Regions from separate parts of the Mus musculus genome. Here all the other regions are linked to region 6. The links are chromatin contacts, called in public Hi-C, HiChIP or PLAC-seq and promoter capture Hi-C maps. All regions are on one chromosome and are shown on one strand. Each heading gives the region's core, a stretch centred on a gene start, on an enhancer-like site or on the middle of the called end of the contact. The rest is flanking DNA. Distances are from core to core; before and after follow the strand shown.

Region 1 (3,959 bases), core at 766-3,265, 360 kb after region 6:
TGGGATAGCTTGGCTTCCCAAGCTGTCTTGTCATGGGCGATCTCAAGCTCTGGCTGCTCCTCACCCCCACGCACCCTTTACTTGGAGGCTTGACTTTCATGTTTGGCATAGGCTCCAGGTTGACCTCTGACCTGGGGTTGGGGCCTCATTACGAAGGCTTGGGCTTCGTACTCATTGTCTTTCCTCTTCTCAGCGCTGAAGTGTTGATCTAGCTTGCATTTCTTGTTTTGTGTTGTGTTGAGGCACTTCTGTGTTCCTTAGAAGATAGGAGAGGGGACAGTGACACTTTGCAGTCCTCAGCCTAAAATCCTTAGTCTGTTCCCCATTGAGTGCTGTGCATTAGGCACACAGGAGGGCTTTCTTTGCTCTTGGCATCTCTCAGAGTTCTCGTTCACTTGACATGTACTCTAACAATCCATTGTAGACTCTGGAAGATTCCCAAGCCTGCTTTTCTTTTCTTTTCTTTTTTTTTCCTCTCCTCCCCTCCCCTCCCCTCCCCTCCCCTCCCCTCCCCTCCCCTCCCCCTCCCCTCCCCTCCCCTCCCCTCTTTAAAAAAAAAAGATTTATTTATTTATTTATTTATTTATGTATAAAGTACACTGTAGCTGTCTTCAGACACACCAGGAAATGGCATCAGATCCCATTAGAGATGGTTGTGAGCCACCATGTGGTTGCTGGGAATTGAACTTAGGACTTCTGGAAGAGCAGTCGGTGCTCTTAACCACTGAGCCATCTCTTTAGCCCCCAAGCCTGCGTTTCTTGTAGGTAGGTACAGTTTTCAGTAATTGGTTTTATATTTTAAGATGACGTATTTGAAAGCCAGGCCTCCTCCACCCTCCTCTGCCTTTTCCAGGGCACTTGCTATCTAGCCATTCTCTGCTCAGGGAAGGCTTGCATAGATAGGCCACTAGTGTGCTTCTACTGAGGTTACCTCCTGTGAGCTCTGGGAGAACATGCTCCATCGTTCAGGTTGATTCAGACGCTTGGGAAACACTGATATGAGTTGGGATGGGAGCCAGAGGAGTGTTCGTTACTTGTAATGTAGTTATTTTCATGTCGATTAGTCAGCCCACACTGCATTGGCCACTGAAGACTTTCACTCTGTTAACTCCTTATCCTTGGCCAAGAGGTTGTATGTAACATCCGTTTTCTCTTTCATAGTGATTGATGATGCAACCAAGGAAGTGGTGTATAGAGATTATATTGACATCAGTGTTGCAGTTGCTACCCCGAGGGTACGTTGGGCAAGACTTGGAAGTGCTTACTTAGATCCTGTCTTGGTCATTTCTATTTCTGTGCTAAGACGCTAGGACCAGGGCAACTTACAGAAGAAAGAGGATTGGGTGGGCTTCGGTTTCAGAGGGTTAAGAGAAATTACAATTACATTCATGTTACAGAAAGTGGTAGCAGGCATGGTACATGAGAGCTCACATGTTGAGACAGTCACAAAGTAGAGAGAACTAACTAACTGGGAATAGCATGGCTTCTTTAGAACTTAAAGCCTGCCCACAGCGACACACCTCCTCCCAAAAGGAGGCCACACCTCCTAATCTTCCCAAACACTTCCACCAACTTCAGAGCAGTGTATGATCCTGTGGAGGCCGTTCTCAGACCACCACAGAGCTCACCTGGAAGGGCTTATTTCTGTAGCTCCGGATTGCTAGGAGACTGTTAGTAAAAGTGCATTTTTCTTTTTTTTAAACTATACCCCGTTCCTTTATCTTAGTGTAAGTCTTTTTAATCACAGTGAGTTTAAGGTGTTCTGGTTGGGGAAATTGTAACTATAAAGAGGACTGTTATTTGCAACTTAAAATAACTTTCCACTCCAGGGTCTCGTGGTTCCTGTCATCAGGAATGTGGAAACTATGAACTATGCAGATATTGAACGGACCATTAATGAACTAGGAGAGAAGGTACAGTAGACGGAAGTGTGTGCACGGCCTGCTGGGCAGTTGGGGGATCAGAGCCTGCAGAGGCTGCGCTGCTCAGGCCTCTGGAGTCTGGCTCTCTGGGGACAGCATAACCTCCTAGGAAGGCAGCAGCTGTGTTCTAAGGAGAGGCATGTGGCAGGCAGAGCCTGCATGCTCCAGTGACTGAGATCTCTAAGTCAGAATCTTCTGTAGAGTCAGGGTTTCTCTGAAGGCGGTCACAGTCACCTGAGCTGAGCCACTGTCCTGTTTGCACCTGGGCTCTCAGATAAGAGTTTTCTAGATTCACTGTTTTGGATCAGAGAAGCCTGGTTTGACTTAATGTTTGTTGTTCTTAGGCCCGGAAGAATGAACTTGCCATTGAAGATATGGATGGTGGTACCTTCACCATCAGCAACGGAGGAGTTTTTGGCTCACTTTTTGGAACACCCATTATCAACCCCCCTCAATCTGCCATCCTGGGCATGCACGCCATCTTTGACAGGCCTGTGGCTGTGGGAGGCAAGGTAGGAACCATTGTTTCTGAGATTTTTAATCGCTGAATGGCTGGCTGTAAGAGAGAAAGCTAACCAAATCCTTACTATAAAGCATCCACTGTAATTTTAATTACTAAGTGACAGTTAAGACACTGGTTCTCAAACTGTGATCTGGGGCTATTGACATCATCTGGGAACTTGTCAAAAATGCAAGTGCTGGACCGGCGAGACGAATCAGCAGTTAAGAGCACTTGCTGCTAGCAAAGTAGCTAGATTCAGTTCTCAGCATCCACGTAGTGGCTTGCCGCCATCAGTAATTCCGGTTCTGAGGTATCGGGCACCATCCTCTGTCCTCCTTGGCTGCTAGGCACGCATACATGTAGGCGAGATGCTCATACACAGTAAATACTAATTTATTTTTAAGTAAATGCTTAGACTCCCCCTCCCCCACTCCCTTCCCCTCACACACTTAGTCTACTGAAGCAGAGATGCTCAGCTCTGATGCATGCTGACGTTTGCACTGGCACTTGTTGCCGCCTTGTCAGAGCCTCAGGGAGTCAGAAAACGGCACAGTGCACAGCAGTCTGTGGGCTACAGAATTATGTGAGAAAGCTTACAAGTTTCTTTGAGTGTTCAAGGTATGAGGGAGGCCCAAGAGCTTGAGTTAGCTATTGGAAGATAAGTTAGTTTAAAAAAATAAAGTTTTCTGAGACTTCTGTGTCTAGAATATATCTGGGTCATTGACTCCTTTATAAGTCAAAAAACTATAGGTCTTTTTCTTGGAAAACAGTTAACACACTTAGCTTTGCACATAACAGACTTATTTTTTTAGTTCATGGATTTTTAAGACAGGGTTTCTCTGTGTAGCTTATTTGTCCCAGAATTATCTATGTAAACAAGGCTGGCCTTGAACTCAGATCTGCTTGCCTCTACCTTGGGCAAGTTAGGTGCTTGCTAAGCATACACAAGGCCTGGTGTTGGATCTGCTCATTGCAAAAAAAAAAAAAAAAAAAAAAAAAATAGTAATGACAAAGATTGAACTTGAAAGTAGCTCCTACAGGCAGCCACAACTGCAGAACAAACCTCTGTGCTCATTGCAAATAAATAAATAAATAAATAAATAAATAAATAAATAAATAGTAATGACAAAGATTGAACTTGAAAGTAGCTCCTACAGGCAGCCACAACTGCAGAACAAACCTCTGTGCTCATTGCAAATAAATAAATAAATAAATAAATAAATAAATAAATAAATAGTAATGACAAAGATTGAACTTGAAAGTAGCTCCTACAGGCAGCCACAACTGCAGAACAAACCTCTGTGGGTAACAGTAGCTGTAGAGCACAGTGTAGCTTACTTGTGTCAAGGCGGTTTTGAGTGGCCTGTTTCCTTGTTTAAACTTTGGTTCTAAATCTCAGAGCTTTGCTCAAAAGAAAATAAACCTAAGTTATCCAGAGGCAGCAGTGGGAGGAAAGGTTTTGCAACTAGAACCATTGGGTGGGCTTTGCTTTCTCACATTTCCCTCAGCAGGGCTTTGTCTCTGATCTGCTGGAT
Region 2 (4,270 bases), core at 564-3,063, 510 kb after region 6:
TGGCTCAGTGGTTAAGAGCACAGACTGTTCTTCCAAAGGGCCTGAGTTCAAATCCCAGCAACCACATGGTGGCTCACAACCATCCATAATGAAATCTGATGCCCTCACCTGGAGTGTCTGACGACAGCTACAGTGTACTTACATATAATAAATAAATTTTAAAAATATTTTTAAAAAAAGGGAAAGACGTTCTGACTCCGGACACGTGGGTGCATCTACACATCACTGAGGACAGGATGCTAGTGAAGGAAGGCAGCCGCCAAAGGACAGGTACTTCATGAGACTACCCAGGCGCTAGCCAGAGCGGTCAAATTTATAGAGATCCAGCAAGATGGCGCACACTTGCCACCAAGCCCGGTGACCTGAGTTTGATCCCTGGAATCTACATGGTAGGGGAGAACGGACTCCCGTAACTGGTCCTCAGACTTCAACACGCGTATGCATACATGGGTATGCAGGATCCTGGCCACCAGGGGCTGGTGAAGGGGAAGACAGGAGCTGGTGGGTAGAGCTTCAGCCTTTTGAGATAAAGAAGGAAGTGTATGTGTGAGGGGTTGGTTCTTCAACTGTTCCTTGGTGATAAGACAAGGATGTATGAACGTACTTAAGGTTGCTGAATTGTGTGTTTTCAAATGGTTAAAATAGTAAGGTTTTCAGTACATATATTCTACCGTGATTTAACAAAAACGTGCTACTCCAGATAATTTGGAATATTATCTTCCAAATGGAATTATAGCTAATAACAGTTCTCTTTCTGTTACTTATTTGTACTTTAGTTCTATGGTGACTGAAGAACATGACTTGTATGACTTGAGGTGTTTTAAATACTTTATACCTGAACTAAAACAATGAAACTCCTCAAGGAGGTACACTCTGTCACATCCATCAGGATGGCCATAGTGAGCAGAAAGGCAACTCTGCTGAAGGGAAATTGAGATTGCCCTTGTGCACTGGAGAGATTAGTGATGGGGAAACAGGGGTAGAGGATGCCAAGTTTGCTGTTAGCTGGTACAGTGCAGCTTGCTTAGCATGCCAATGTCCCTGAGTCCCATGATGGGAAGAAAAACAAAACAAAACAAAACAAAACAAAACTGAGGTGTTGAGAGGAAGTTGGAGGAATAAACTTGTAGGTATGATGGGCGATTATGTAAGTTACTCTGTGATCGGCCTACCTAATGCCACCTCTCTATCTTGATGGCAGCTTTTTAGAGGCGACTTAGCTTGGTGACAGTACAACAGGGTGCGCTAGCGGTATTCTCCGTCAGGAGAGTGTCCAGGTGCTCCCTTCCCACTCTCCCAGTTCCCATTGGTCAGAACCAGGCCTCCTGTCCATCACTTAGTGATGCGCCCCGACACTTAAGCCACATACCTGAGTGTACTTGCGGAAAAACACCCCTTGAACCTTTCCAAAAATTTCGTAATCCACTGAGACCAAGGTGTCCCCTTCTGCCATGCTCAAACCTGTCAGAGACAGCAAGGTGAGACATCGTCCTAAGAAAGGGCTGCACCCGCCCTCCAATACCATGGGGGCCTCTCCGGAACCTCAGGGTCCCGGAACTGCAAGGAGTAAGTGGATGTAAACGCAAGCCCCTGGTCGGGGAGCCTTCGCCTGCTCATCCCGCTGCCCTTGCAGCCCTGAAGCCGCCATCCATCCTATCCCCATGCGGCCCGAAATCCCCTCCACTGACACTTGGATGATCCGAGCGGCGGAAGCTCGAGTTTCTGGGGCTTCCCCAGGAGCCGCTGAACAGCCCCGAAGACCTTCAGATCAACCGCCCGAGCCGTGTTAACCGCCACTTCCGGAAGTTTAGAGCTCGGCTTCTCCAACGCTGCCCTGCACGCCCATCACCGCGATTTAACCAATCAGAGGTGGCTCCTTGTTCAAGAACCCGCCCAAGGGTGGGGCTTCAGGACAAGTGGGTCACGTTTTGGAGAGATCCTGGGATTAATTTTTTTAAGTGGAGAGTCCGGTTTTGCATACAATGACCAACCTGTACCACACTTCTGCCACTAAGTGTACCCCTCTTGTCATTTCCCCGTGGGTAAAGAAAGTCATAGACAAAACACTTAATATGTCCACTCACCCTACTGGGTGCCTAGGGCTGTTAGCACAGTCAGTGACTAATAGAATCTGGCCTGCCCTTTTTTTTTTTTTTTCCCTTCTTTCAGTTCTCTTCCAATTCTGGGACATGCATAATTTGGACTTGGTAGCAAAAGACAATAAATGCACACGACATCACGGTGAAGTCATTCTATCTGGGGTTTTGGAAGCTGCTATCCAGAGTCTACCTTAGGTAAAAAAAAAAAAAAAAAAAAAAAAAAAAAAAAAAAATTGATAAATAAATAATAAAGCACAGGCAAGTTATTCATGGCTCAGGAATCTCAATAGAATCAATAAATCTGAGCAAAATAACCAAATTGCATGCATTTGCTTTTAGAGAAAGAGAATTACTAAGGTGTTTTTAGATGAGGACTGCTAAAATGAGATTTGATTTGTATGCATTGGAATTCAGCTACCCTTAGGATCGAGAATGTGTATGAAGCAAATTGTGTGTGGAGTTTATTGTCCCTTCTTCGACTGCTTGTCTGTATCATATCATTTCCTAACACCGGGCCCCATGTGGTAATATGTCAGGCTGGCAGACTTGGCAAGGTGAGATAGTTAGCAGTGGTAGCTATGGAAATCTATCATTACACCAGTTCCCCCTGTAACAAAGTCAGAAAGCCTCCCTGCTGGGAGGAGGAGGAGCAGTACTGAATGGTGTCCTTGGCGATATTTGAAAACAACACTAAACATTGTGTTTGACTGATGCAATTTCTCTAAAATTCAATTAAAGTGAGTTTCTCTATAGATTCCAGACCCACTGAGTAGTGTAATGGATGGAACACCATATGGTGTACAAGACGGATGATATAATCGTTGCCCTCAAAGATTTCTTTATCGTAGCTGTGCATGCACAGAACGGACAAGATCATGTGCAACGTGGTAATTCATTTCACTCACTCTGAGAGCTCACCACGAACCAGCCCAACATTATAACAGAAACAGAACGTGTTAGGGAGAAGCAGAGAGATTAATTCTGATGGGAAGGGCTGAGAAAGAGCTTGTGGAGGAGACAGTATCCTTCCAAAGTTCCAGAATCCAACCAGAATGTGATGGATTTAGTTTCAGGCAGCCAGTCCAAAGTCCACTCCTAAGAATACTTTGACTCTCCAATTTTGGGTGATGATACGGTAGCACCAATAGGCAAGGAGGCAAAAGTAGCTGGGATGAAACCAGGGGCTCTCAAACACCATCTGCACATTAGGATCTTAGGGGAACCTTTTGAATACATGCCCACATTTTATTCCTAAGATACTTCCAGGAAAAGAGCCAAGACCTGCTGAGGTGCTGGCTGAAGGTGAAGGAAATACAGAATGGGTAGTAGAGGAAGGTAGTTATAAATACCAATTAAGGCCACGTAACCAGTTGCAGAAACGAGGATTATAAAGTAATATGAATGCCCCATTGTAAATTTACAAATACGTTTGCAATTGTACGAGGGATAGTTATATCATGTTAGGTGTATTCACAACCTTGTTATTGTTTCATGTGAACATGAGATGTTATTTGTGTCAAGTTGACAAGGGGTGGATTGTAGTGGCTATTCCTGGTTGTCAACTTGACAATATTTGGAATGAACTACAATCCGGAATTGGAAGGCTCACCAGTGACCCTTATCTTGAGGCTTGGAGATCCTTATCTGGATCTTGGTTTGGAGATCTTAAGCCATAGTGGCTATGGATTCCAGAAGATTGAATCTCCGAGTTTAAGGAACACACCTTTAATCTGGGCTACGCCTTTTCATCTGGGATTAAAGGTGTGGCAGAACACACCTTTAATCTGGGCTACACCTTCTGCTGGAGACAATATAATGACAGTTGATTATCGAAAATTCACTGACTCATGAGCTGTAGCCAATGGATTGGCTGGATGGTCAGGGACTTGGAAAGATCACAACTGGAAAATTGGTGAGAAAGACATCTGGGGAAGAAGTATGTGGATAGATCTCTCCAAATGGGCAAAGGATGTGAAGATATTTGTGTCCCATGTAAATGCTCACCAAAAGGTGACTTCAGCCGAGGAGGAGTTCAATAATCAAGTGGATAAGATGACCCGTTCTGTGGACAGTCAGCCTCTCTCTCCAGCCATCCCTGTCATTGCTCAATGGGCACATGAACAAAGTGGCCATGGTGGTCGAGATGGAGGTTATGCTTGGGCTCAGCAACA
Region 3 (3,807 bases), core at 873-3,372, 460 kb before region 6:
TTTGTATCAAATATTTAAAAAACCTGGGTGGTTTTTAACCCCAACTATTAGTGGATCATATATATATATATATATATCTTTAAATTACTTTTAGAACTGAATAAACAGTCTACGAATTCTAAGGTGAGAAGCAGTTAACATTTGTTGAACTGGTAACATTTTTACCATTCTTAAACTGAGTATTAGAATTGAGAAAGCCTTTCCATATTTTTGATGAGAGACTTTAAAAGTCTTTACCCGAATGTTTGTCTGTACACCACATGCATGTCTGGTGCCTACAGTGGAGAGTGGCTGGAGAGGGTATTGGGGCATTGGATCCCCTGGAACTGGAGAGAGTCTGAAGCCACCATGTGAGTGCTGGGTTCTAGAATGCAGATCCTCTGGTAGAGCAGGAGATGCTCTTAGTGTTGGCCACCTCTCCAGCCTGTCTGTACTTAATGGCATAAGTACATAGGATTTCGGGCAGCATTGGGAGTATTTACAGATTGTGGAACAGTTTGGGGTAGGACGTTTTGGGCTGGGAGTGGTCTGAGAAGATAAATGAGTGGTTGGGAGTCTCCAGAGACAAGGTTTACATCCAGGGATGATGTTTGTGTTCTGCCAAACAACTAATTGAGTAGCAAGCCTAACAACTTACTACGTGCTGATAAAAGCTTGTGTTTATTTTAGGAATTTTTTTTTAAAGACAAGAGTCTGTTAGGTAGCTTGCTATGTAATCCAGGCTGGCCTGGAACTCAAAGATATCCACTTGGCTGTCTGCCTCCGAGTGCCAGTGTTAAAGGCCTGTATCCCCATTCTGGGCTTATACTTTGGAGAACTAATAGATATAAACATCACTAAGAGTTTCACTGATGAAAGTGAGTCGGAGTGGTCAGGGCAGAACACTGATCAGTACTCTAGGGGCTCTGAGGTCAATCCCCAATGGTACCTTCCCACAACAAGCCCCAAGTAATCAAGCTCCAGAAAGCTATAGGATTAAGTAAATTAACCAATGGTTATAGACATGACTATTCCAGATATACTGATGTATCACATTTGTTTTCTTAATTTTCTCAACCTTTAGAAAAATAAAACTGGAGATGTTTTCTGAGTATGACTTATGACCACTTTTTTTTTTTACAGTCAATATATTTTAGAGGCAAAACAAATTAGCAGCCACTAAATCAAATTTTGCAGCGTTCTAACCTTGTTTTACATACTTTCTCTGGACCCCAGTTTTTCTTTCTGAACAGTTCTTCATCTCTTCATATAGTGGTAACTGGTAAATCTTTGTTTTTTAATCCTTTCTTAAATTTTAGGATTTTAGCTCCTAGTAAACATCTCCTTGCCACCCCAAGATTTTTGTCCCAGATACTGTGTAGGCCAGTTGTCCTTGTCATGGCCATCCTCAAATGGGATCACAGTCATGCTTCTCAGTGCGCAGGACAAACTGTATCGAGGAAATGTTTTCTCCCGGAACATTTTGTACCAAAACTATGACTCCCTAGCTCATCCAGACTCCTGGCTTATCTCTAACTTGAAAATGAGCGCCTTCAGAGAACATTATATCTCACAGGCACTATCTTTAGTCCCCTACTCTTCCACACCGCATCATGTTTTGTTGTTGTTGTTGTTTTTTGTTTTTTTGGACAAGGTCTCAACTATGTAGCCCTCGTTCACCGGGAACTCCTGGAGTACTGGGATTGCTGGAGTTACAGGCGTGTGCCACCACTGCAGATCTTAAGTTTCATGCAGTCAAACTCGAAAGTTTCAACAAGAACTATTATCCAGCTTGGAACTTAGTTATCTGAGCCCTCAGTCAGTGCATCCAAGATCTCTGGAGAATTCTTAAATGTTTCTAACGCTGTACGTGTGCCTAAATTCACACCCAGTCCTAGGGGCAATGCAAGGCTTGATTTCCAGGTCCCTCTTTGGGCCATGAACATTTCAGGTGCTCTTCATGGGCTTTTGGTGTTTCGGGAGCTGTCACAGGTCCTCAGCTCCGGAGAAAGCTACCCTCCACCCCGCGCCGTCTCACCCATCCCAGCCGCCGCGGCCCCTGCTGAACAGCTCCGCTCAGCGGGAAGGCAGTGACGTCACGGCTAGACTGCACTGACCTGGTTTCAGATTTCGCGGACCTGAGAACCCTGAAGGGCAGACAGGAGGGGACGGGGCGCTGCGGTTCCTCGGCCGGGAGGGAACCCTGTGTGTGTCTCGGGCTGTGTATGCGTGTGTATGTAGCGGGGAGCGAAGGATCGCTCTCAAGCAGCGGCCCAAGAGTCAGCGCCTCCTCCTGAGAAACACCCGCGGGCGGAGAAGAAAGCGAGTGGGTATGTTGATGGGGGGCGGCCAAACTTCCTGTCCCGCTCTGGAGCTGCTTCCGGCGGGAGCCGGAAGACGCCGTGTGTGGACGGGATTCGGGGCTGACTGACGGACGGACGGCTGCCCGAGACTGGAAGGTGAGCTCCAGGCTAGTGTAGCCACCCCCGCTCGGGTAGGTGGTCCCGCCGAGAAAGGAAGCCACTTATGGGGTCTGGGGATCTAGAGCCGGGTTCGCCCCCGAAGGGCGCAAGGAAGCCGTCCCCCCAGACTCCCCCAGGCGTCTAGCGGGCGGGGAGCGACCGGTCCGAAGCCCGGCGGCTGCGGCCCTAACCCCTTTGGGGATCTGGGGCGCACCGTTTCTCCTCCTTTGCTTGTTCTTGAGGGAGGGAGCTTGGAGACCAGCCTGCCCCCCCAGAACGCGGGAGTCAGCGAGTCCCCCGGGCGGAGGCTCCGGACTGCACCCGCGGCTGGGCCCGCCCGCAGACCTAAGGGCCTTCGGCTGAGGCCTTTGTGCTGGCGGGAAGGGTTGACAGCGGTGCCCTGCCCGCGTTTCACCCAGGGCTGCCGGCACCTTTCCTGGGTCCACTCTCTGCCTTGGGCTGGAATAGGGAAGGGACGTCTGCGGACCAGAGCCGGACCTCTGGGGTCTCCTTTGCCTGTCACCTCAGGCCCGTGTGTGGGCAGCGAGTGTTTGCAGCCAGGATGTGTTTTGCTCGTTCAACTTGTTCTCTGAAGTTTCTCAAAAGAAGACGATCCAATTAGTTTATTAAACTTTATCTCACTTGCTCATGAGGCTCTGAGATGTACTTAGGAACCATTTGGGAGTGAAATATTATTGATTTGGGGTTAAGAGTTCATACATTTACATTACATTAGACACAAAGATCAGTGGAACATATGTAAAGAGAATAAAACATAGTTTGAGGTCAAAACGCGCAATTCTGGGTGTTTGGCGTTGAGAAATTACACTTTGTGGCAGATACAGGGCAGCCAAGCATCAGAAAATGTGGTTCTAATTTGAGCTTTGTATCCCAGTAGGTGTCAAATTTAGGTAAATCCCACAATTTCTAAGGTTTTTTTTGGGGGGGCAGTGGGGGGAGGAGTATGTCAGTGAAGAGGTTTACCGTTAAGGGCTGGCCATTATTCTGAGATACTAAACTGCATATGGAGAGTGACAAGCAGAAAGATACTGAGAAATCTAAACAGCATCACAGGAGTCACTTTGGGGTCTGGTTATTATTAATTGCTGGGATTATTAAAACATGTAGGATGAGAGGCACTGCTAGGTAAAATTTGCAGCTGAGTGGGAAGATTGGGCAATAAATAAAAGATAATTCAAGAAGAACAGGTTTGGTAGGGGAGATGATAATCCGTGTTTAGACATGGTTTGGTTTGACATGCTGAGGATATATATGCAGAATTAGTCCATAAGCAGTTAATGAAAGTTTGGAATTGAAAAGTCAGAGTGAAGGGGTAGGGAATTGGGTATCATTTGTCATGTTATTT
Region 4 (4,012 bases), core at 839-3,338, 320 kb before region 6:
CTAATTGTTTAAGAACTATTTCTGGTCTTTTTCCAAGTCAGTTCAGAGGTTTCTACAATTTGGTTTTTAGAAAGAAAAAAAAAGTATTTCTTCCAAAAAAGGAGAAATTCTGCTTTTATGCAAAAGACAAAATACCTCAGGATTTTCATTGACTCATGGTGATGGGGTAATGACGAGAGGGGAGAGATTTTTTTTTTATATATATAAAGGATTTTAAGAGGTTGGGAATAGAAAACCTAGAGAGGAAATGCTCTATCTGTTACTAGGAAAAGATACCAGAACAGAAGTAGGGGAGTGAGGTCACGCCAACCTCCAAAGACCTCCAGCTCATTCTCTACACTGTCCCATTAAATGACATTCAAACCTGACCCTTTGGGGACTCCACCAAGAATCAAACACATGCACACATTTCTGCAGTAGATCTCCTAAAAACCTGATGAGTAGAAAGAAATTAAAGTTTATATAAAAGTGCAACAGGAGACATTCCTAGGCTGGATGAGTAAGAGATAGTGTCGCTTAATACTGGATTATGAATCTTGCCAGGAACAGAGCAAGTCTTGCCTCAGATTCTAAGTCCATGCTAAGATGCAAACACAGGGAAAAGCTATAATCAAAGCTGGGGATCGCCGGCATACAGCTTCTGGAACTCTACAACTTCCCTTGCGCGGCGTCCGTGGGGTTCCAACTGCAGCCTAGAAGAGGATATGTCGGCACTTGAGAACTGATTTTCGGAAGGTGTCTTCCTAGGCTCTTATTTTCTACCACCTGTCTGGGGGAATGTTTAGTCTTTTGAATGAAGCAGTATTAGCAAAACCACATGCCCTTATTTACCTCCAAAAGTTTAACTTCGCTGAGAAAGTTTAACTTGGCCCAGGGCTTGGGAAAAACACTAAAAGCCAGAATGTTTGTGAAAACTAACAAATGGCTGCCTTTTTGATATGAAAACCTAGGGTACATGTCTAGGAGATTCAAAGTTCCTTCTCTGATCTTAGTTCCATGTCCTTAATGAGCTCCCATCCCCTCTTGCCTCACATAGAGGCTGGATGGGGGGAAGGGACGCTCCTGGCAAAGGAAAGTACTCTATGTACAGCGACCAAAAGGAGGAGTTTCTGGGGCACAGAGGTGGCTGGTACAGAGGTGAAAGAGAGACCGTGGGAGGAACCAAAAAAGAGAAAGCAAGCCAGCATGTGACAGCAAGGACTGAGCTGGACTGGAGGTGGGTGGGTCAAAGCTAAAAAAGAAAAGGCTCAGGAGTAAAGGGGAGTGGGGAGCAGGCGTGACCGTCCGGGGCTGAATCTCGGGGCCAGGCGGTACAGAGTGACAGCCCTGACGCACGGGTCTGGTGGAACACAAGGGGCTGCAAAGAAGGGGCTGGGCCAAGAAGTCTGTCCGGCAGAAGCATGGTTTAGAGACGGGGCGGAAAGGACCCATTTCTAACATCATGGTCCCTCGTCGCCACCCTCACTCGCCTGCAGGATCCGGGACCGCATTGCTGCCGCTGCCGCCACTGCCGCCGCCATGGCTCACCGACTCTGCCCAGCTCGCCTGCGTCTCGGCTGCCAGTGCCTCCCTTGAAGCAACACCGTTAAGCCACGCCCAGAACACGACCGAGCCTCTCCATTGGAGGGAAGGGCCACTTCCTATAACCAATCACTTGTCGGAATCTTTGACTCCACCCATCATTCCCACCCCTGGGAATAGGTGATTGGTCAAAGGTGGAAGCGTTCTGGGCTTCTCTCACTTTATCCTATTTTTGTTGGCGGAAATATGGAGACGCCCCCTCGACTTGGTACTGCATAGTAAGCACACAGGGAAGACGCCCCCTAACCGGGAACTCCGATTGGCTGTAGGTAGGCTCTCTAAGGTCCCGCCCCCTTGCTAAGGAAAGTAAATAAGGTCCTTGAAGAATTTTGCCTGCGTTCCACTTTAACCACTCCGTGGGTGGGGCTGCTGTCTGGGGTGGGACTAGGCAAATGTTACCCTATGAAGTAGGGAAACGAGACCGGGCTGTGAGCTAAGGATAGGTTATCCCTGCTAGGGGCGTGGCTTGCGGATCCTCGCTTTCCCGCCGACGGTTGGTTACGTCACGTGACATGGGCTGGAAGATGGCGTCTCCCACAGACGGTAAGAGCCGGCTTGGAGATTGTTGGCCTGTAGTATCATTATTTGCTTCTCTGGGAACTTCCTCTGTCCTCACCCTTACTCTTTTTTTCTTGCGCCCCTCTCCTTTCTCTCCCACTTTTCTCCTTTGGGGTATGCCGGCTTTTCAGCTAGCAGGTGCCTAGTACCAGGTCTCCTTGCTGTGTACTAGGAAGGAGTCCATCAACCGGAGTCCCTATGGGGGGAAAAAGGACAGAGGTCGCTCCGGCCCATCGGTGATGCTGAGGGTTCAAAAGGAGCTGCTGAGGGGAAAGGGAACTTTCTTTTTGAACAGGCCCATTGGAGTGTTGGTTCTGTTCTCATCTCAGTAGAGCTGGTACGTATGAGTCTCTCAAGCTCTATGGCTGTGAAGTGTGAGTGGTGACTGACATGAGGTCTAGGGTTCATTCCTCTACCGAGCCGGCAGAGAGAGAAGCTTGTCTCCTCAGTTCAGGTCCGTTGCCTTGGCAGCAGGAGGTGCGGGGACCTGGTTTCCTTGCCCTGAGTCCCGAGGGAGTGAAAATTCGGCTTGTTAATGTCGCTTCTCACGCTTCTCAACTCTTCCTTAACTCGTCACCCCTCTACTTTATGTGTTGTTTCCGTAGGCTGAGGGCAGGAGCAATTCTGCTTATTCTGTCTTCTAAGACGCAAGTCATCTCAGTAGACATATAGGTGTTCTTGATATACCCGTATGCTTTTGCTCGCGGTTTTGCTTTAATATTTGGAATTGCTCTTCTGTCATTATTCAGCATCTCAGTTTATATAGTTATTCTGTTAACTTTGCACTTTGCCCGGGCCACACCCAACTATAAATTCCAATTCTGTCTTATTTCATTAATTTAGTCCTAGGGTTTTTTTTTGGGGGGGGGTTGTTTGTTTATTTTTACTATTTATTTATTTATTTTGGTTTTTCGAGACAGGGTTTCTCTGTATAGCCCTGGCTGTCCTGGAACTCACTCTGTAGACCAGGCTGGCCTCGAACTCAGAAATCCGCCTGCCTCTGCCTCCCGAGTGCTGGGATTAAAGGCGTGCACTACCACTGCCCGGCTAATCCTAGGTTTTAGAATAATGCCTGTAAAGGATTTGGCTTTAAGTTAACGTTTATCCAAAAGTAAAACTGGCCTTGGTGTGTGACCTCTAATTCTAGCTTGGGAGATTGAGGCAGGAGGTTTGTTGCTTCAGGCTTGCCTAGGCTGTAGAGGGAATTGTAGGCAAATCGTGTCTAAAATAAAAAGTTGGTTTAGTTTGTTGGTTGTTTTGTTTTTGTTTTTGTTTTTCCTGAGACAAGGTTTCTTGTATAGTCCTGGCTGTCCTGAAACTTGCTCTATAGACAAGGCTGGCTTTGAACTCAGAGCTCTTCCTACCTCTGCCTCCCGAGGCGTGCACCACCATAACACAGCTTAAAATAAAACGTTTTATTTTTAAAAGTAAGGGAGGAGTGACTGGAGAGATGGCTCAGAGATTAAGAGCACTGGTGCTCTTCCAGAAGTCCTGAGTCCAATTCCCAGCAACCCTATAGTGACTCCTGACCATCTACAATGAAATCTGGTGCCCCCGTCTGGTGTGCAGGTGTACATGCAGGCAGAACACTGTGTACATAGTAAATAAATCTTTTTTTAAAATGTGAGGGGGATGCAGGGGGCTGGTGAGATGGCTCAGTAGTTAGGAACACCTGGTGCTTTTGCAAAAGACCTGGATTCTATTCCCAGCATCTACATGGTGACTCATGACTCGATTCCAGTGGATCTGACCGCCATGAACATCAAGCACACATGTACTCCACATATATACCATGAAGACAAGACAGTCATACCATAACTACATCTGAAAATGAACAATAAGAAGTGAGACTGTAGTTCAGCACTAGGGAGTT
Region 5 (3,968 bases), core at 1,259-3,758, 310 kb after region 6:
GATGTCAGAAATGGAGTCTATTGCCCTATAAAAGCAAGCTTTAGAAATAAACTAGCAAACAGCATGCCAAGCACAGCAGCATAGGCGTGTCCTAAGGAAAAGCAAAGACATTCAAAGTCTACAGTGCATGGCGTTAGTGGAGCTTCTTCACTAAAGTCTTCCTCACAATGTATTAACTTCTGTTCAAAGCCAAATTGTGTTCTGCATAGAACACATTAGTATATGTTCAATCTCATAGTTGCTAAAACTGAGATCCAAGTATGTCTTATCAATAGTGCCACATAGTCATTCTCTCAAGTCTTTCCCACTGGATGTCTTTGCTCAGTTTGACAGCTGCACACGGCTAACATTGCCAGGGAACATACCATGCACCAGGAGTGCTAAACATCTCACATGTACTCTCTTCCCCAAACCTAGGACAGTACTAGGAGATAGGTGCTCTTTAAAAATGGCAAAGCTGAGGCCAGAACAGAAGGTAACCCACACAGGGCCATAGCTGGGAGGTCCCTGGGCACAGGCTTCTTAGGAAAGATGCTGGAATGGCATTAGGTCACCCCTGCCTGAGGAGTGGAGCAACTGGCAGGGAGAGATGGTGTTCTTGCATAAGGTGAAAGAGGGTGAACCACGGAGGCCAGGAAACAGGGAGAAAACACGTTCCAAGAGAAAGAACTGGTATCTGAGAGTAAAAAGCATTTAGACATGGTAAAAAACAGTTGTAGGCATCAAGAAGCCAGATAGTGAAGACTTGGTCCAAGAGAAACCAGACTACAAGTAGGTGGTCCTGTAAAGCCTGTGCTGTTTGGGGCAATCTACCTCTTGTGTTTCCCTAGTGGGTGTTTCCCTTCTGCTTTCAATGTCTAGACCAGTGGTTCTCAACCTTTCTAATGCTGTAATCCTTGAATACAGTTATCCATCTTGTGGTGACCCCCCAGCCATAAAACTATTGTGTGTGTGTGTGTGTGTGTGTGTGTGTGGTTTTTCGAGACAGGGTTTCTCTGTGTAGCCCTGGCTGTCCTGGGACTCACTTTGTAGACCAGGCTGGCCTCAAACTCAGAAATCTGCCTGCCTCTGCCTCCCGAGTGCTGGGATTAAAGGCCTGTGCCACCACGCCTGGCATAAAACTATTTTCATTGCTACTTCATAACTGTAATTTTGCTCCTGTTATGAATCATAAGTATCTGATATGCACGGTGGTCTTAGAAAGATCCCTGTGAAAGGGTCATTTGACACTCCCCTCCTCCCAAAGGGGCCACAACCCACAAGTTGAGAACAACTGTCCTAAGCACTTGCTTATTCTCTTCAGGTCAGTATCATCTAATATAGAAATTGTCTAACCCTGGAAAATACTTTGTAATGAATCAACTTCTATAGGTGAACATTTTATAGATATGTGTCAGGTGCAGGTTTACTGCAGGGATTATGATCCTTGGTCTTGGTGGTCAACTTGATTAGACCCAGAATCACCTAGGAGACCCATCCTTGGGCAGACATGTGAGAAGTTATCTAGATTAAAGTTAGCCTCTGTGAATGTCTGTGAAGGTCCATCTTAGTTTGGACTGCACCCATCTCTGGGCAGGGATCCCAGGACTGTTAAATGGAGAAACAGCCGGGTATTAGCGTCCATTGTTCTCTGCTTCCAATCATAAATGAGGTATGTCCTGCTGCCTTGACTTTAGTGATGATGAACTATACCCTTGTATTGTGAGCCAGAATAAATCCTTTCTTTCTTACATTGCTTTGTGAGGGTATTACAGCAAAAGAAACTAAGACTGTGGTGTGTATTACTAGTTACTAATGTAGGACACAGAAGCTCTTTGTATTAGTGCCTGTAACTTACTGTATATCAGACTGAGAATATTGTGAGAAATACCATGTTTGCTATATTGTAAGCTTTTCCCTAAGCACTAATCTAAAGGCAGTTAGAAACTTCAGAGAATAGCTCAGTGGTGGGGTGTGTGCTTAGCACACATGATGGATTCCCTGGGTTCAGCTGCTGAAACTCCTCTCAAAAAAGAGGGACGGAGGAGAGAAGTAGAAAGTACTTCAAACGTGAGTGTACATCATTCAGTCAGCCTGGTAGAGTGTTCTTTATCGCCAACCCATCACTATAGTCCTCAGAGTTCCTAACTTCTCAGTGTTGAGAAATGTTGCAACATGTGAGGTCTATGCAAATACTTTACAGCTTGTATGAATCCATCAAAAGATTTTGAGTTTCATTTGGGGATGTACATATCATGAAACTTTAAGCTACTTTACAGAACCAGTTCTTGCACCTCAAAAGGGGATGGGGACTAGAGTGGATAATTATGAAAATTCATACTATAGGTAGATAGATAGGAAGGAAGGAAGGCTGGTAGGCAGGCAGACAGACAGACAGATAGTGGAGAGAGAAGATAACTACTCGGGAAACCAGTGAAATTTCAGTTAGTTGGATTCTATTTTTGAGATAAGATCTTATATAGCCTAAGCCAGTCTGGAACTTGCCCAGACTTGTCTCGAACTCAAGAGTGGCCTTGAGTTTATAATCCTCTGACCTCCCACATGCTTGAATTTCCAGCTTTGTGCCACCACACTAGGGTTATGTGGAGCTAGAACCCAGGGCCTTGAGCAGGCTAGACAAGCACTCCAACTGAACTAAATCCCCATCCCTGAGACTAGTTTAAAATAGACCTCCAAGAGGGGCCTGGTGTTGCACATCTTTAATCCCAGCACTTGGAAGGTATCTTCGGCTGGGTGCTGCGTGCCTGTAATCCTGCCCTGGGGAGGTAGAAGAATCCCTGCTTATCTTAGGCCAGCTTGCTTTATATGGTTCATTCTAGGCAGTTAGGGTTACCTAGACAGACTTGCCTCAACAAAAAGTTCCTAGTGTATCTGCTCTACAGGAGACCATCAGAGAACTGCCTGCTTTTGATAGGTGATTGAGCCTACCCTAGCCTATGACTATTGTCTGCCACTGAAGGAGTATAGCATTATACAGTACTTGAGTATGTCTGACTGGAGAGAGATCTGGCACTCACATATACCTTAATGGAAAAATTGACCAGACCTTTGGCAGCGTTGTGACTTCTGAAGGAACATAACTGGCTCCACTCATGCTCACAATAAGTTCCCAACACTGACAAAAGCGTACTTGGTAGACACAGGAAACTGGAATAAGACAGAATTCTTCAACTGGCAGGGCACACATATTTATACATTCTTCTGTGTCGAGCTCAGTGGTTAGAGAATGCTTCCTGGCATGGCTGCAGTATACAAATGTTTTCAATTTGAGCTAGCACTTTTTTTCCCATCTAATTAGCATTCAGGATAAAGTTCACAGCCCTCAGGTTTGAGACGGGACAGTCATATGGATCTGTGGAGTTGTTCCTATGACTGTCCCACTAGCTGTGTAACATTGCTCTGGAGAGTTACCTTGTTCCCAAACAACTGATGCCCTTGCACAGGCTACTCTGCTTGTGAATACTCAAAACTTAGGCTTGGCAAATTCCTTGGTTTTGATGAAAGGGGGCCTTGTGAGCATAGTAACAAATTAGAGAAATACTTGTATATAATTAGGTATATTGAGGGGCATTTAAAATAAGACTTGCCCTGGGTGTGGTGGCATATAACCTTAATCCCAGCACTCTGGAGGCAGAGACAAGCAGATCTCTGGGAATTTGAGGACAGCCAGTTCTACATATTTCCAAGACAGCCAGGGCTACATAGACCCTGTCTCAAAAGACCACACATACACAATTCATAGCTGGGAATGGAGTTCAGTGATAGAACTAGGCACTAGGATTAGTATCCAGTAAAACAAGCACCCCAAAACCTTAAGTAATCGATTAGATTTAATTATGTTTTGTTACTGTTCTCCACTATTTGAACAGAAACTTGAGAGGAAAGACTTTGTTTGTATTGGTGTAGTCTGACATGTCTAGCAATAGCCAACACCACCACCCATCAAGTTATGAAGGTAGAGGAGCTAG
Region 6 (3,705 bases), core at 980-3,479:
CCTTATAAGTCCTAGGGACTTATCAACTTATCAACTCCTGCTGATTAGCTGTAGGGTCTTAGACAAGTTGGTCTGTGTGCTTTAGTTTCCTTCTCTGTAAAACAGATGGTGAAGAATAAGTTAATAAAATGAATACAGTGCCTTCATCCCAGACTCGGTCCTCAATAAAGGAGTAGGGGGTAATATCACTGTGGATAAAGTGAAAACCTGAGTTCAATTCCCAGAAGCCACATAAAAACGCCACTTATGGTGGCACGCACACGCACGCGCGCGCGCGCGCGCACACACACGCACACACACACACACACACACACACACACACGCAATCCTGACCCTGGGAGGTCTACTACGTCTCAAAAGAAGTGGGCTGTGCTCTTGAGGATGACACTTGAGAGGTTGGACTCCGGCTACCACATGCTTGGGTACACATGAATACACACACATGAGAAATAAAATGAAAATTTAAGAAGTTTAACAGAAGGGAAAAACAGGTACTTCAAAGAAACAGCCACTCTGAGCTAGCCTCCAGGTTTAGTGAACGGCATCTGTGAACTATTGATAGGCAGTGGCCCTTATTATTTAATCCAGTTCCACATGCCCACCGTTGCTTTTGCTTTAACAGAACTTTTAATATCATATTAGAGGTAATATGAATTCCCTTGTTTCCTTTTTCAGTGAGTATTTATTATTTACTATCATCCCATAGTACTGGATACTGGCTACAAAGAAGCATATTTAGCTTGGTTCCTCACTCAGCAGTGTGACTACAGAAGGCTTTAATCCACCTCCCACTCCCACCTCTACCTCCTTAGTTAGGGGTGTGTGTGTGTCTGCCTGGGAGTGCAGGTAGGTAGCTGAGAAGGCCCAGAGTTGGGGTATAAGCAGGTATAACCTGATGTGGGAATTGAACTCTAACCCTCCGGAATAGTAGTTCCCCTTAACCACTAAGCCATCTCTCCAGTCCTAATAACTCTTTAACTTACTGCTTCATTATGGTCTGTTTCCCCCTGCTCAAATATTTTACAAAATCAGTTTGTCTTTCGACCATCACTGCTGCCTTTTCCACCCCGGGCCCCTGCACTGCTCCCACAACTAAGTGTACAGGCTTGACTGGACAAACTCAGAATTTCTACCCTCTATTATATTTTCCAATAAAGAGTCCAGGGGCAGCGTTGGGAGGGAGGCATCACATGATGTCACTAGAAATACGAATTTTATAGGAGACAAGGATCAAGAATCATGAAATTCATTAGAACAATGGAAACCCTACTTTGTAAATGAATGTTATGAGAAGGAGAACTAGCTTTTGTCTCGTTAGTGGGGGTGGGGTGGGGAGGGGAGGTGGATGGTACTTCTAAGACCAGAGCAGGATTGACAGGGATTTGGAAGGCCAAACTGGGCTACAGAGTGAGGCTGCCTCAGCCCGCTCCCAACCAAACTTCAAACGAACAAAGGGAGAAAGGCCAGTGACGATACAAGGCATAAATCAAAATAAGTCCCGTGCCTATTCCTTCAATCCGTGTTGGATGCAGACCTGCTGTCTATCCTATTGTTTTATTTTTTGCTTTTATTTGTTTACTTTTTTCAGACAGGGTTCAATAAATCCAGGCTAGTCTTAAATTCGCAATCCTCCTCCGTCCATTGAAATCTCAAAGCCCTTGAGCGCTGCAATATATGCCCGCTTGATGTTCACCCAAGAAACTTTAGTGAACTTCAGCACACGGTTCGCCTTGTGAGTGTTTTAGATTATCCCAAAACACGAAATGCAAGGAGAAACAAAGTTGTGCGGAGGGGTTAAGTTTCATCAAGACTAGTACCTTCGGTCCCAACCTAGTCAATTCCACGTTCCAGCAACCCGCCCAATCCACCCCCGGGGGTCTCCTCGAGTGGGCTCAGGGCTCACCGCAGTCCTTGAAGTGCAGGGGCTCCGCCTGGCTGGCAGCGACCAGCGCCAGCAGCAGGATCGTGGCGGCCAGAAAACGCATCGTGGATATGAAAGCTCTGCAATCTAGGAAGGAAAAGCAGCCCGAGCAGTCACAAGATAAACTTGTCCCGGACCGAGGGTGGAGCCAGATCAGGCCACTTGTGAGCAGTAACCAGCGAAGGCCCGCCCGCGCCCCGCCCTGGGCTCCGGGGCCGCCTGGCCTGCAGCTCGCCCTTTATCTCCGCCCATCTCTTCCGCTTCCAGGCAGGGCCTACGGAGAACTCGCTCTTTGCGTTCGCCCCGCTCTATTGGTACCGACCCACTTCGGCAAGTGGAAGCGTTCTCTGTCAATCAAAGCCCTCTTATCTCGCTATACCCAATAGGCACGCTTGGGGGCGGAGGCTCGATGCAGCCCCGCCCCCTTCTCCCCTCCTCCGGAAGCCCAGGCTAGGCGGGGATTTGGACCATGCTAGGGGCGGAGCTTGCGGAGTAAGATGGCGGCCTCCAGGGCCTTGTCCCTAACTGCCGAGGCGGTCAGGGCTGTCATTCCTAGGCGCTCGGGAAGGTATCGAGGGTGGAACGTCACTTAGGAAGGGTGTTGGGTTCTGCGTCTTCAGGATAGATGGGAGGCTAAATCTCACGCGGGGTGGGGTGTGGGGTGAAGGCTTGGCAGTTCAGAAGAAAGTGTCCCCAGATTTGGGTACGAGGTGTCCATAGAGGGTCATCTGGTGCCATTTCCCGGGTTCGTCTCCCTTCTTTACATCGCAGGCTCCTCGCCGTCTTTCCCAGGCTTTTGACCCGCTGGGAAACAACATCTTCCATTCCAGAGGCTGGCGAGGGACAGATCCGCCTCACAGACAGCTGCGTCCAGGTAGGAGGTCGGACGCGGGGCGGCGGTGCCCAGGAGGGCTCTAGAAGACTTCCTAGTCACCCGTCCCGTTATCTCCGCTTGCTTGGCATTCTTGATCCTCTTTCCTGAATTTCAGAGGCTTCTGGAAATCACCGAAGGGTCAGAATTCCTCAGGCTGCAAGTAGAGGGAGGTGGATGCTCCGGATTCCAATACAAATTTTCACTGGATACAGTTATTAACCCCGACGACAGGCAAGGAGGACGGATGGGTCGCTAGAGGCTGTATCAGAGGATAAAAGTGGCCCCAATTTATTCCAAACTTCCAAGCGTCTAAGTCTGCTTAACACTACCACCCTCTCCGTTCTGTGAGGATACAGCAAAGATTTGTCCTCTTGTTTAAAAATAAGGAAGAACATTGACTTAGCGTCCGTTAGGTAGTCAAGTTGAGAAAGGCTGAACTAGGGCTGGAGAGATGGCTCAGCGGTTAAGAGCACTGGCTGCTCTTTCACAGGACCTAAGTTCAGTTTCCAGCAACCACATAGTGGCTCACAACTATCTGTAGTGAGATTTGATGCCTTCTTCTGGTGTGTCTGGGGAGAGCAACGGTATACTCACATAAAATAAATGAATAAATAAGTGTTTAAAATATATATATACACCAAGGTTCCACCCTAAGAAAAAGGCTGGACTAGTTTCAGTCCGAGCCCTTAAATAATCCTTCTGTTTTTTTTTACGTTGAATCTTTCTGCTTCAGTCCGTTCCGTCCCAGCTAGAAGTCCTAAGCAGTGTTCCATGCATTGGAGAACAAGATGTACACCTCTGGGCTCAGGGTGTTGTGTGGGTGTTTGTGGTATTTGTCATTCATGCTTTCCTCTTGTCTTTTCAGGGTATTTGAACAGGGTGGGGCAAGAGTGGTGGTTGACTCTGATAG
Region 7 (3,803 bases), core at 934-3,433, 410 kb before region 6:
GATGCTCTTTCACACATGATGCATCGTCTATATCCAGATAAGTCCATTCTAAGTCACAGTAGTTTAAGTAAAAACGTACTAATACATTAACCTACTGAGCAGGGCACTTAGAGAATAGCTATTGTTCACACTCCTGATTGTGCAACTCACTAGAAATAGCAAGTCCCTGGACACTGTGTCACCAAAGCAGAGAGTGTATCCTATTGCTATTTAAAGAAAGACTGAAATCTAGAGCTGGGAATTTAGCTCTGTGGAGAGCACTTACCTAGAATGCACAGGACCCTGGACTCAGTCCTCAGTACCATAAAAATAGAAAAATAAAAGTATGGAGTATTAGCCAGGCAGTGGTGGCGCATGCCTTTAATCCCAGAACTTGGGAGGCAGAGGTAGGCGGATTTCTGAGTTCGAGGCCAGCCTGGTCTACAGAGGGAGTTCCAGGACAGTCAGGGCTAAACAGAGAAACCCTGTCTCGAAAAAACAAAAAAAAAGTATGGAGTATTGTTTCTACTGAGCGCATGCTTGTCCATCATTATAGTGTGGAGAGCAATCTGAACCACTGAGGTTGGGGGTGTCTGACTTTGAGTGTTAGGGTGATTTTTATTGTCTCAGTTGAGTCTTGTAGTGATAGAGGGAAGGTGGTGTGGCTGGAGGACAGTGGCCTGAGATGTCCTTAGAGTGGTAGGTACAAGGCCACCAGTGGACTATTGATGATTAGTGGCAATTGGAGCAGTCCATCTGAGTTAGAGATAAGTGTGTGCTCTAACCCTAGCTCTGCTGCTGAAGAACATGTGATCTAGAGCAAAACTCTCTCCTTCCCCTGCCCCTCTCTCTCTGTTGTGACAGGGTCAAAGGGCGACCTTGAACTCCTTATCCTTCTGCTTTAGTAATTTGAGTTGTTGGGATTACAAGTTTGAGCCATAATGCTGGCTCTTTCGTTTTAAAAACAACTTTATTGAAACACAATGTCCATAGTGTACAAGTGAGCCATTCAAAGCGTACTCTCCTCCAGTTTCTAAAACAGCCAGGGTCATCTAGCAATCACAGTAGAAGTCAGACCATTTTCACCATTCCTCTAAAGCAGTGTCCTCAACTGTTCTAATGCATCGACCCTTTAATACAGTGTTTCATGTGGTGGTGAGCCCCAACCATAGTCATTTTCATTGTTAATACTGTAATTTTGCTACTGTTATGAATTGTAAGGTAAATATCTGATATGCAGGATGATCTTAGGTGAAACAGATTGAGAATCTCTGCTCTGAAGCACCAGTGTAGCATTTAATTGTCACTTATATCCCTTAACCCTCCCACATCTTCCTCTCAACCTGTCAGCCCTAGGCAACTACCAGCCTACTTTCTGTTTTCAGAGATTTCGGGGCAAATTGCTTAACCCATCTCTTTTCTTTTCTAGAAAATGGGTTTGAGAGGATACAACACATTAAACACATTCAGTTTAATGAATTTTAATATATTTGAAGAGCTGCGTTTCGGTGCGTTTTCCTTACTCTAAAACGACAACAAAAACCTTGGAAGCTTTTAGAAGTCTCTCCTCACCTCCTCAGCCCTTTTAGAAGTCTCTCCCTGTTTCTCCTCACCTCAGCCCCATGCAATGACGCGCCCCCTAGATTTGCCTTTTCTGGATAATCATATTAAGATAGAGATCGCTTTTAAGATTTTCAAGGTTAATTCGTGGTTTGTTATTAGTACGATTCCTGATATCAGAGCCTGGTACAAGACACAAAAGACCCACGTCCCCCAAGACTGGTTCTCTAAGTGCCCAAGCGCTGCCAATTTTAATTCTTCGCCCTTTGATGACACGCCCCTGACTCTGTCTCCACGGCAACGCTAAACAGTTTCCACTCTTGAGGATTCCTTGCTGAGGCATCCGACTTCCTCCTTTCTCCACTCACCTCACGGCTCCACTCGGCGCACTCAGGACCTCCCGCAGTCCTCCCCACAGTCATCTTCCTAACTAGAGAGAGAGAGAAGCAGAGGTGAAAGCAGCAGTGACAACCGTGACAGCGGCGCCGGCGGTTAGGTACTGCTAGCCACGCCCCTTCATGGCTTTAGCCTTGGATTGGCTTCCAGTCTTTAGTCTGTTCCGCCCAATGAGGCAAGAGCGTCTTCTGATTGGATAATTTTCTTCAACTATTTTATTTCCGGTTTTGAAGACAGGGCTAAAACCACACAAGGTTGACGACTGCCCCGGAAGCACTTTCCAGGACCTATCAGGGAGAAGTCCCGGGCGCGGGCGCAGGCAGGAGTCATTATGGCGGCCCGCATTGGCTCCATGGCAGGCTTGCTCTGCGTTCGCTGGTGGAGTTCCGCGCAGCTCGCAGCCAGAGGAGGCCCGCTAGTTGCCAGCCAGCGATGGGCGGGCTCCTCGGCAGACACCGTGTACGACGTGGTGGTGTCAGGAGGAGGCCTAGTGGGCTCTGCCATGGCTTGTGCCTTAGGTAGGTGCATCTCGACCGCGGGCTGGAGGATCTGGGCTGTGGAGGGACGGTACTCACAGTGGAGGTCGGGACGCTGTCCAGACACCTAACGTGCCTGACCTGGTGCTTTGCTCACTGTCCTTCCAGGGGAGTCCTCGGGAATGGCATGGGTTCTGCGGGATCACAAGTGGGCGGGCCTTTCTAAGTCAGTCTGACCCTTGAGAACTGTCCAGGATTGTTTATGAGCACCTCGAGAGGCATCGGGCTTTGTAGTATCGGATGGTAGATCGGATTGACCTCGAAATCACAGAGATCATCTTCCTCAGTCTTCTGAGTGCTGGGATTAAGGCCCGCGCCCCCACTCCTGGTCTTAAAGCTGCTTTATTAAGATAACATTCATCTAGTTATAAGTGCTCCCACTTAAAGCGTACAGTCCAATGAGTTTTTAGTATTTTTGCAGAGCTATTCAGTACCTACAATAAGTTTTATTACCGTTTCCTTACTTTATAAAAAACCAAAAAGCAAAAAAATAAAAAAAGACTTGGAATTCATTAGATGTCACTCTCCACACTTCTGCTCACCTTCTCAGCCCTACAGACTCTCCTACTTTCTGTCTATAGATTTACCTTTTCCGGATAGTTCTATGTAGTTGGAGATATACTCTGTTTTAAAGGTTAATCCAGGTTGGAGTCTGTATCAGACAGCTTTTGTTTTGAGAGCTGATGCCATCCTCAATTGTGTTGAAAGTATGCTTGGTTTTCACTTTTGGCCTGTAAAGGAATGATGCTAGTAGGGACATTCTGTGTGCAAACTTTGGTGTGAACAGTGTTGATCATCTCGAGGCTATTCTCTAGTGAAATCTCTGGGTTATGTGGCAATGCTGATGTTTTGAAGACCTGCCAGACTTTGAGAGAGTGCCCCAGTTTATGTTATCATTGACAGTAGATGAATGCTCAGGTTTCTCCTGACCCTGACAGCACTATCTGCTGCCTTTTTTCTTTGTCCTCTGAAGTTCGTAGGAAGTGGCTTGTGTTTATATTTCCCTAATGACCAATGGTGTGGAATATATTTACCAAGTGCTGGCATGATGTAGCACCGTTTCTGGGCCCTTCGAAACTTTAGCATTCACATTTTGGTGGCTCGCTCTTGTGTTAGGTTTGTGTGTATGTTTTCCTTTGTACTGCATCCTTCTCTCGCTCTTTTCTGAGCGTCACGGGGAAGGAAGACAGCAGCTCTTTTACTAACGTTCACACACAATTCTGTTTTGTTATTGTTTGCTTTTCTGTCTAGCAAAGTATTATATTTTAAAACTCAGGAGTGACTGTTAAAATCATGGTAGTAAAAAGCATGGTGTTTTTTGCAGGAGGATCA

Evidence for each region. Hi-C and Micro-C count contacts between places; a contact is called where the count stands out from the background. HiChIP or PLAC-seq counts read pairs in DNA pulled down with a chosen protein or histone mark. Capture Hi-C pulls out chosen DNA fragments and counts their contacts.
Region 1: a contact with region 6 is called in an H3K4me3 HiChIP or PLAC-seq map of pro-B cells, with 4 times the contacts expected there. The contact joins the enhancer-like site here to the promoter of Npc2 in region 6. A contact is called at or near these places in 7 of 39 promoter capture datasets (the 3T3-L1 cell line, the C10 cell line, cranial neural crest and 4 more), 4 of 484 Hi-C or Micro-C datasets (CD8 T cells, the N1E-115 cell line, erythroblasts and 1 more), 8 of 115 datasets of contacts at active chromatin or transcription factors (the SCID.adh cell line, astrocytes, bone marrow-derived dendritic cells and 5 more) and 1 of 9 other capture datasets (adipose tissue).
Region 2: a promoter capture Hi-C map of pancreatic islet shows a contact between it and region 6. The contact joins the promoter of Acyp1 here to the promoter of Npc2 in region 6. A contact is called at or near these places in 10 of 39 promoter capture datasets (the 3T3-L1 cell line, the C10 cell line, cranial neural crest and 6 more), 6 of 484 Hi-C or Micro-C datasets (CD8 T cells, Sertoli cells, Th1 cells and 3 more), 8 of 115 datasets of contacts at active chromatin or transcription factors (the SCID.adh cell line, T-cell acute lymphoblastic leukemia, astrocytes and 5 more) and 2 of 9 other capture datasets (adipose tissue and pancreatic islet).
Region 3: a contact with region 6 is called in a FOXA1 HiChIP or PLAC-seq map of pancreatic cancer cells. The contact joins the promoter of Zfp410 here to the promoter of Npc2 in region 6. A contact is called at or near these places in 2 of 115 datasets of contacts at active chromatin or transcription factors (memory CD8 T cells and pancreatic cancer cells).
Region 4: a Hi-C map of Th1 cells shows a contact between it and region 6, with 5 times the contacts expected there. The contact joins the promoter of Lin52 here to the promoter of Npc2 in region 6. A contact is called at or near these places in 9 of 39 promoter capture datasets (cranial neural crest, fetal liver, hippocampal neurons and 5 more), 9 of 484 Hi-C or Micro-C datasets (Th1 cells, embryonic retina, embryonic stem cells and 6 more), 8 of 115 datasets of contacts at active chromatin or transcription factors (T-cell acute lymphoblastic leukemia, astrocytes, effector CD8 T cells and 5 more) and 2 of 9 other capture datasets (adipose tissue and liver).
Region 5: an H3K4me3 HiChIP or PLAC-seq map of the SCID.adh cell line shows a contact between it and region 6, with 12 read pairs. The contact joins the enhancer-like site here to the promoter of Npc2 in region 6. A contact is called at or near these places in 12 of 39 promoter capture datasets (3T3-L1-derived adipocytes, the C10 cell line, the HPC-7 cell line and 8 more), 1 of 15 datasets of contacts at CTCF or cohesin (the NIH/3T3 cell line), 2 of 484 Hi-C or Micro-C datasets (muscle stem cells and nephron progenitors), 10 of 115 datasets of contacts at active chromatin or transcription factors (the SCID.adh cell line, acute myeloid leukemia, astrocytes and 6 more) and 1 of 9 other capture datasets (pancreatic islet).
Region 7: a contact with region 6 is called in a Hi-C map of regulatory T cells, with 7 times the contacts expected there. The contact joins the promoter of Coq6 here to the promoter of Npc2 in region 6. A contact is called at or near these places in 1 of 39 promoter capture datasets (pre-B cells), 5 of 484 Hi-C or Micro-C datasets (Th1 cells, effector CD8 T cells, embryonic stem cells and 2 more), 1 of 115 datasets of contacts at active chromatin or transcription factors (memory CD8 T cells) and 1 of 9 other capture datasets (pancreatic islet).

The regions. Positions count from the first base shown.
Region 1 is chr12:85,128,631-85,132,589 of GRCm38.p6, forward strand. Dlst (dihydrolipoamide S-succinyltransferase (E2 component of 2-oxo-glutarate complex)) reads left to right here. Exons shown (of 15, transcript NM_030225.4): 12 at 1,162-1,235; 13 at 1,830-1,913; 14 at 2,267-2,434. Among named protein-coding and RNA genes, the nearest start is that of Dlst, 20 kb to the left of the region's middle. Within about 2 kb of position 2,016, at least 38 of the 459 cell types and tissues checked have an H3K27ac peak or open chromatin away from gene starts, as enhancers often do. A contact at or near this core is called in erythroblasts and pro-B cells, where this site is marked.
Region 2 is chr12:85,278,622-85,282,891 of GRCm38.p6, forward strand. Acyp1 (acylphosphatase 1, erythrocyte (common) type) reads right to left here and starts at 1,814. Exons shown (of 3, transcript NM_025421.3): 1 at 1,689-1,814; 2 at 1,370-1,461. The coding sequence starts at 1,453. It also overlaps a transcript of Zc2hc1c not described here.
Region 3 is chr12:84,314,737-84,318,543 of GRCm38.p6, forward strand. Zfp410 (zinc finger protein 410) reads left to right here and starts at 2,123. Exons shown (of 12, transcript NM_144833.4): 1 at 2,123-2,438. It overlaps Ptgr2 (prostaglandin reductase 2), which reads left to right. Exons shown (of 10, transcript NM_029880.3): 10 at 1-1,096.
Region 4 is chr12:84,449,420-84,453,431 of GRCm38.p6, forward strand. Lin52 (lin-52 homolog (C. elegans)) reads left to right here and starts at 2,089. Exons shown (of 6, transcript NM_173756.4): 1 at 2,089-2,124. The coding sequence starts at 2,094. Aldh6a1 (aldehyde dehydrogenase family 6, subfamily A1) reads right to left here and starts at 1,605. Exons shown (of 12, transcript NM_134042.3): 1 at 1,470-1,605. The coding sequence starts at 1,520.
Region 5 is chr12:85,081,998-85,085,965 of GRCm38.p6, forward strand. Prox2 (prospero homeobox 2) reads right to left here. Exons shown (of 5, transcript NM_001361238.1): 5 at 3,815-3,968. It also overlaps a transcript of Ylpm1 not described here. Among named protein-coding and RNA genes, the nearest start is that of Prox2, 13 kb to the right of the region's middle. Within about 2 kb of position 2,509, at least 29 of the 459 cell types and tissues checked have an H3K27ac peak or open chromatin away from gene starts, as enhancers often do. A contact at or near this core is called in the HPC-7 cell line and the SCID.adh cell line, where this site is marked.
Region 6 is chr12:84,770,883-84,774,587 of GRCm38.p6, forward strand. Npc2 (NPC intracellular cholesterol transporter 2) reads right to left here and starts at 2,230. Exons shown (of 4, transcript NM_023409.4): 1 at 1,904-2,230. The coding sequence starts at 1,985. Isca2 (iron-sulfur cluster assembly 2) reads left to right here and starts at 2,388. Exons shown (of 4, transcript NM_028863.1): 1 at 2,388-2,489; 2 at 2,693-2,795; 3 at 2,911-3,026; 4 at 3,661-3,705. The coding sequence starts at 2,419.
Region 7 is chr12:84,359,785-84,363,587 of GRCm38.p6, forward strand. It overlaps Coq6 (coenzyme Q6 monooxygenase), which reads left to right and starts at 2,184. Exons shown (of 12, transcript NM_172582.3): 1 at 2,184-2,453. The coding sequence starts at 2,267. It overlaps Fam161b (family with sequence similarity 161, member B), which reads right to left and starts at 2,044. Exons shown (of 9, transcript NM_001358283.1): 1 at 1,908-2,044. The coding sequence starts at 1,961.